2 separate regions of the Mus musculus genome follow, and region 2 is linked to region 1. A link is a contact called in public HiCAR-type data. All regions are on one chromosome and are shown on one strand. The core of a region is the stretch at or near the end of the contact, and the rest is flanking DNA. Distances in the headings are between cores, read along the strand shown. Region 1 holds the start of Mpped2 (metallophosphoesterase domain containing 2). Region 2 holds the start of Bdnf (brain derived neurotrophic factor).

Region 1 (3,062 bases), core at 299-2,798:
CTTCACCTCCTAGGCCGCAAAAGCCCGAAATTCAAAAGATTTTAAAAGAGAATCTTGCCACATGTAAATGTAAATAGGGTTGGGGGGTAAAGGGGGAGATCCACACAACTACTGCTTAGGTAGAAAAGAAACTGGGCGGCTACGGTTACTTTTCCACGCTGCCGTACCCCGCCTCCCAGCCCTCTCGCTCGGCAGGCAGCAATCGCCGAGACCGGAGAGTAAGGTCCGGGCGCGGGGGCTGGCGGAGAGCTCCGCGCTGGAGCGCTGCGCGCGCGGGCGGCCGGAGCACAAAGCTGCACCGAGCCGTCCGGCCACTGCACCTGGCCCCGGGCCGCCGCGGGCGCACAGGGCTCGGGCCAACACAATGCACCCGGGCCTAGGCCGGGGCAGCTGCGGCGCACGACCCTGGGACTTTCTAGTAAACAGATCTCGGACTCCCGGGCCCCACCCCCATCCCTTGCCCCGGGGCTTTGCCGCAGGCTTTCGCGGACAACCCCCTCCCCCTGCCGCCACCACCTTCCTGAGAAACCCGGCGGAGGAGGGGGCAGGGAGGTGGGGACCCCGAGAGGTCCGTGGCCGAGGGCTGGGGGGAAGGGAGAACAGGGGGCGAGATGGGGAGTGGGAAGAAGGACAGCTACGTAAAGAAATTCGCTCTCGCTTGTTGGGGGCTTCGGGGGAGACAAATCTGCTCTCCCCGGGTCCTCGAGTGTTCAGTCGGCCAACCTCAGGGTCGGCGGGGCCGCCGCGCTCCGCAGCCCCCGCGCCCTCGCACGCGCCTCTGACAAGGCACCTCTCACCCGGGCTCCGCTTTGTGTGTGCATTTTTTTTTCCCCTTCCTCTCGCGCCCGGCACCGGCCGCCTCCTCCCCCCTCCCCCGCCCTCCGCCTCCCTTCCCCGGGCGGATTACCTTTCCCGGGCTGCGCTCCGGGTCCCCGGGATGCCTTCAGCGCCCGGTGTGCGGGCGAGCCATCGCCAAGCAACCCGAGCCGGCTTGGAGCAGCGCTGGGGGCGGCAGGGGCGAGGGGCGCGGGCGGGCCAGAACCTTCGACCCCGGAGGTCCCCGCCGCCGATCCAGGGCCTGGGAGGGCAGCACAGGGGCGCGGTGCGAGCGGGACGCGGGGTCGCTGCGTGGGGAGGTGGAGAGGACCGGAGCAGCCTCGATCTGGGAAGAGAAGGAGCGAGGGGGCGAGGAGAGGCAGCGAGGGCGCGGCGAGCGAAGGGAGCGCGAGCGGTGCAGTGACAGGGACTGCCACTGGGGTCAAAGGAGCACAGCTCCAGGAAGCAGGGCCGCCCAGGCGCCGCTTGCTGTGAGCTCCCCGCTGGGACCCCGCGCCCTGCACGCCCCTGCCGTAGTTCCGGCCCACTCGAACCCCCCACCCACGCCCCGAGGCCGCGGGGTTTCCAGGAGAGGAGGGAGAGCGGAGGGCGAGGCCCGCAGGCTGCTGGTGCTCCCTGGGTCAAGCAGGCGGCAGGAAGCTGAGCTGCAAGTTCACCATCGTGTGTGATCAGCGTTAAAATGATAGGGGTCGGGGAGATGGGGGCGGGCCACTGAGCGCCAGGAAAATAAGGGAGCCCCCCAGATGGTCGTCTTCTGCAAAGAGAACACCAAGCCCCCGCCCCCCACTCATGAACCTGCCAGGCTCTGTCAGAGGTCCTGGCACAGCTCCAAAGCGCAGAACTCGCTGCAGGGGCAGGAGGAGCGACTGGGGCACTAAGATCTCACAAGAGGGGCGACCCCAGGGTCCCTCCACACTGCTGAACTGAGACTTTCCTATGGGGTATCAAGGCTTCCCTCTCCTAAACCCTCTCATAGAGCCAGAGGCACACACACCCCACTTTGGCTCTGTAATGTTGTTCCTGAGAAAGAAAAGGCCAACCCAGCTGGTGTTTTTTCACCTTCAAGAATTAAGACAGGTTCAGGATAAGAAGGTGAAGTCAGGCAAAGGCTTTAATTGTTTCCGCACCCACACCCCCGCGCCCCTTTGAATCACATTCTCCCTTTCCCAAAGACACGCTCTTCAAATAAATAAATAAATAAATAAATCGAAGTTACTCCAATTTTCTCTGCTACTTTGGAAACCTGGCGGGGAAGGGGAGCGGAACACTAGGATTTGTATGCAAAAGGAGGGCGGGGTAAGGATAGGAAAAGCCGCTGAAATGGTGGGACAGACGGCTTTTTAGAAAACTTGGTTGGCACGGCTGTCTGAAAGATGAGGTGGCCCTGTGATGTTATGCCACTGTCAGAGCCGAAGGATTTGGACGGCGACCAGATCTAATTCCTTTCTAGGAGTCAGATTCAAAAAAAAAAAAAAAAAAAAAAAAAAAAAAAGAAGAAGAAGAAGAAAGAAGAAAAGAAAAGAAAATCTGCATTCTCCGAAGGGAACACCAATGTATGTGCACGAGAGTGAAACCTGTGCTTTGTATACTACATGACAACTGACTAGACGTCCTGGCTGAAATTATATCCCCTAAAATTAAAAAGGAGCCGTTTCAACCTGGCCTGTAGCCTCTGTGCTGAGACTAATTGGTTTCCAAGGTCTGGAAAGGAAGGGAGAGAGGCAGAAGGAGCCCCTTATTTAAAGAAAAAAAAAAAAAAGATCAAACGGAATTCGCTTGAAAATATTTCCCTTTTACAATGGACTTTCCTGACACTTGAATTTTAAGTAGTCCATCTCTTCTGCTCAGGATGCAGAAATGAAGGGGAAATGGGCTTACTGATGTACTTTCATTGTATAGTGTGCCCAGAGTGTCAGTGCTTGCCTGATGGGCTGAGGGGAAAGGACAGTGCCTTCTCTGGCCAAGCACAAATCACAGCAAGTGACACTGACATTAAAGGATGCCAAAGATGAGGTGAAGGGGCAGTTTCATATTTTGCTGTCTTTTGGTTTTCAGCCCAACCATGAACACTGACTAGAAACTTGTTCTTTTAAGTTATTAGATTTTGTCTCCCAGAAGAGTTAGCAATACACTCCTCTTTTGTAAACAGTTTGAATTTTAAGACTAATTAGACTGATTTGATCAGTCTAATATCACTGTGCACTAACCCCCCCCCCCCACACACA
Region 2 (3,299 bases), core at 556-3,055, 3.0 Mb before region 1:
ATACTTCCAGACAAGAACATCCTGTATTCTTGTGAGAGGGGCTAAAAGGCTGTTGTTGACGCTGAGAAGACGGATATTTTAGGATGCCGGGAAGACCCTCAAGTAAGATCAAGAAAATCCTAGCACTTAGTCAATGGTATCTCAAAGCACCCCGGCAACTCAAGGAAAGAAATGCAACAAGCCAAAATTCCGAACCGAGCCGCACATCTTCAGGAAGCTGTTTCAAAACGCCACTCAACAAGTTTCTACTCGCAACCCCCATAACGACCAGCAAAACTGCCCCTAAAACACTTCCCCGCCCCCATTCGACGAGCCCCAGCAGCTACTCTTGCCAGTGTGGCCAGAAGAGGGCACCCTCTACCTTCCTAGCTCAGCTCTCCTGGCCCTCCCCTCCCTCCTCCTTGGATCCTCCCTCTCTCCCTCCGGCTCCCCCCATCCCCAAGTCCCCATCCCCAGTTTCCTAGCCCAGGCTCCACCCCCAACTCACGAATTGTTTTCACTAAAACACCAGTTCAAACTCAAACTCACAGCCTGTGGCTCACCGCCCTCAGCAGCCCCGGGGGGAACAACACCACCCCCCCCCCACCCCCGGCAGCAATTTCCCCTTCTTCCTTGTCATCAAGCACAAAGCCCCCATCTTCAGCTATTTCTTTCTACGCTTAGGTCGCTTATCCATTGCTCTTCCTGTTTCAGCATCCCTGGAAATCAAAACTAGCCTCTTCATCCTCCATAAACACCCAACCTACTCCCGGATGAAAGTCAAAACTTTCACTTCCTCAGGAGGATGCCCAAAGGGAGGTGCGCAGGATGGACAGAGGGTCGGATACAGGCTGTCCTGGAGTTCCGCAGACCCTTTCAGGCCCCAGCGATAAGAAGGGTCCCAAGTTTTCCTAGTTAAACGTTGACCTTGGACCTGTAAGTAAGCTTTGGTAGTACTCCCTAGAGAGCAGGTGACAGTGAACAGCCTGTTGTGATACCCAGGAAAAGAGATGAGGACAGAAGGCGCCAAGACCCATTCTCGGACTACACACCACCCCGGTCCAAATTTGCGTGGAGAGTGCCTAAGCCGGTGGTAAGGGCTCTCATCCCAGCCCTGTCCCGGTGCCATCCGTCTGAGCCCCCAACAGCTGTCGCTCTATATCTCTCTCACCACCCTTCCTCGTCTGCGGGAGGACTTCGGGGATCCCCGGGACGCAGGCTTAGCTCCCATGGCGCAAGTCGTCCTCTTCCCTTGGCTTTTTCTCTCACACTGAAGGGATTCCTGGGGTCGCACTGTCCCTCAGAGTCGTGGGATCCCGGGAGAACGCTCCCCAGGAGCAAGCCCGCCCCTCCGCTGTCCCGGGACGAAGGTGAAGCCGGAGTTCTGCAGTCCCACAACTTCTCAGTCCCCTAGCCAACTTTCCCGGGCGCACGCGCCTCTGGCTCTCGCACTTAGCCCCACGCCCCGCAGTCGCCTACCTCAGGGTCCACACAAAGCTCTCGGATCCCCGGCAGTGGAGTCACATTGTTGTCACGCTTCTGGTCCCTGCGCCCTGCCCTGGGCCCCGTGCGCTTTCTCGTCTGCCCCAAGGCAGTGGTGGCAGTTGAAGGAACCGGGTCTCATCAAAGCCTCCCAGGCGGAGGTGGCGCGCCGCCCCAGGCGGTTTCCTTCTCCAAGCCCGGGAGTCCCGGGCGCACTGGGAACCGTGCGACAGCCAGCCAGCGGGTGCGCCCCGGCACGGCAGCAGCGACGGGCACCCAGAGCTCAGCCAGAGCCAGGCACTGGGGTCAGACATTATTTAGCTCTTCGGTTGAGCTTCGATTGGTCAGACAGCGCCGCCCCTATCCCCTCCCTGCTCCGCCGCGCCACCGATACCCATTGGGGTGGCTGCTTAAAGGGGACGACGCGCCTTTTCCTTGCGGGGGCTCAGCCCTCGGAAGCCCTCGGAAGCCCTCGGAAGCCCTCGGGGTATCCCTGATCGCCTTGCACTGGCTTCTCTCCATTTCCCCGGAGCTCGCTGCTTAAACCCAAAGCTCTGTGCCTGCCCTCTGCGGTCTCCGCAGGGTGCCCTTTGCTAGGAGGGGTGGTCGAATCCCGGTTCCTAGGCACCCTACTCCCCGCAATGTGCTCTAGAGTAGGAGGAAGCGAGTGTGAGTCTCACACGTTCAAATCTTTCTCCCCTGGTTTGCAACTCTCCCCATCTTTTCCATCCCAGCACCCAAGTTCTGTGGGAGAGGGCGTGCATCCACCCCCACCCCCAGGCCCCGGCCCCAGACACACCTTCCCGCACCTTCCCGCACCACAAAGCTAGAAAAAGCGAACACACAATGAAACTACACAGAGTGTGCGGGGTTATGGTTTACTCCGCTACCTTAAACACATCGGCTTAACCAGAGTTTGCGCCCTGACCTCTCCGGAGTGTGCCTAATAGAATTCAATCAAGATAATAACAGTATTTTTTATTAATGAATAACCCCGGATAGCATTACACCAAGTTACTGCTTCTAGCCGGGAAGCCTAGGCAATAACAGACCTCACTAAAGCCATATGCTTCCCAGCAGACCAAACGGGGGCGGGGGGGGGGGTGAGGAAAGAGAAAGAAAAGAAACCCACCTTTTTCAGTCACTACTTGTCAAAGTAAACATCAAGGCAGCTGCTCTGGGGAAGACCGGTCCCCAAGGTTCTAGACTCTTACTATATATTTCCCCTTCTCTTCAGTTAAAAGGGGGAGGGGGCGAGTCTTTGGTGGCCGATATGTACTCCTGTTCTGCAGCAAAGAAGTTAAATTATTGATAGTGGAAATTGCATGGCGGAGGTAATACTCGCACGCCTTCAGCGAGAAGCTCCATTTGATCTAGGCAGAGGCTGGGAGATTTCATGCTAGCTCGCCGGGGGTGGGTGGGGGGAGCGGCAGCGAGAGCAGTCCTCTCCTCGGTGAATGGGAAAGTGGGTGGGAGTCCACGAGAGGGCTCCACGCTGCCTTGACGTGAGCTGTCATATGATACCTCCTCTGCCTCGAAATAGACACTCTAGTGCACGAATTACCAGAATCAGAATTCCGCGCATTTAAAATGATACATCTTTTATTAGAAGAATTCCGTTCCAGGGCATTGCATGCTTTGTAGATGTTTTCACTTCCAGTCCTAGCAAATTCACGCACACAGAAGCCAAGCCTGTCATTATCTAGGCAGCAACAACACATCAATATATATATGTATATATACTTAACCAGGATTTAGGGTGAGGGGTGGGTAGCTCACTAAGCCCCCTTCCTCTAGAGCAGAGAGTGGTCTTTGGACCGTTTTTGTTTGGTTGTTTG

What was found. HiCAR-type assays count read pairs that join an accessible place to other places.
Region 2: a contact with region 1 is called in a HiCAR-type map of astrocytes, with 6 times the contacts expected there. The contact joins the promoter of Bdnf here to the promoter of Mpped2 in region 1. A contact is called at or near these places in 2 of 39 promoter capture datasets (cranial neural crest and hippocampal neurons) and 1 of 115 datasets of contacts at active chromatin or transcription factors (astrocytes).

What each region holds. Positions count from the first base shown.
Region 1 is chr2:106,691,667-106,694,728 of GRCm38.p6, reverse strand. Mpped2 (metallophosphoesterase domain containing 2) reads right to left here and starts at 1,548. Exons shown (of 7, transcript NM_001143683.2): 1 at 908-1,548.
Region 2 is chr2:109,692,069-109,695,367 of GRCm38.p6, reverse strand. Bdnf (brain derived neurotrophic factor) reads right to left here and starts at 1,805. Exons shown (of 2, transcript NM_001048142.1): 1 at 1,459-1,805.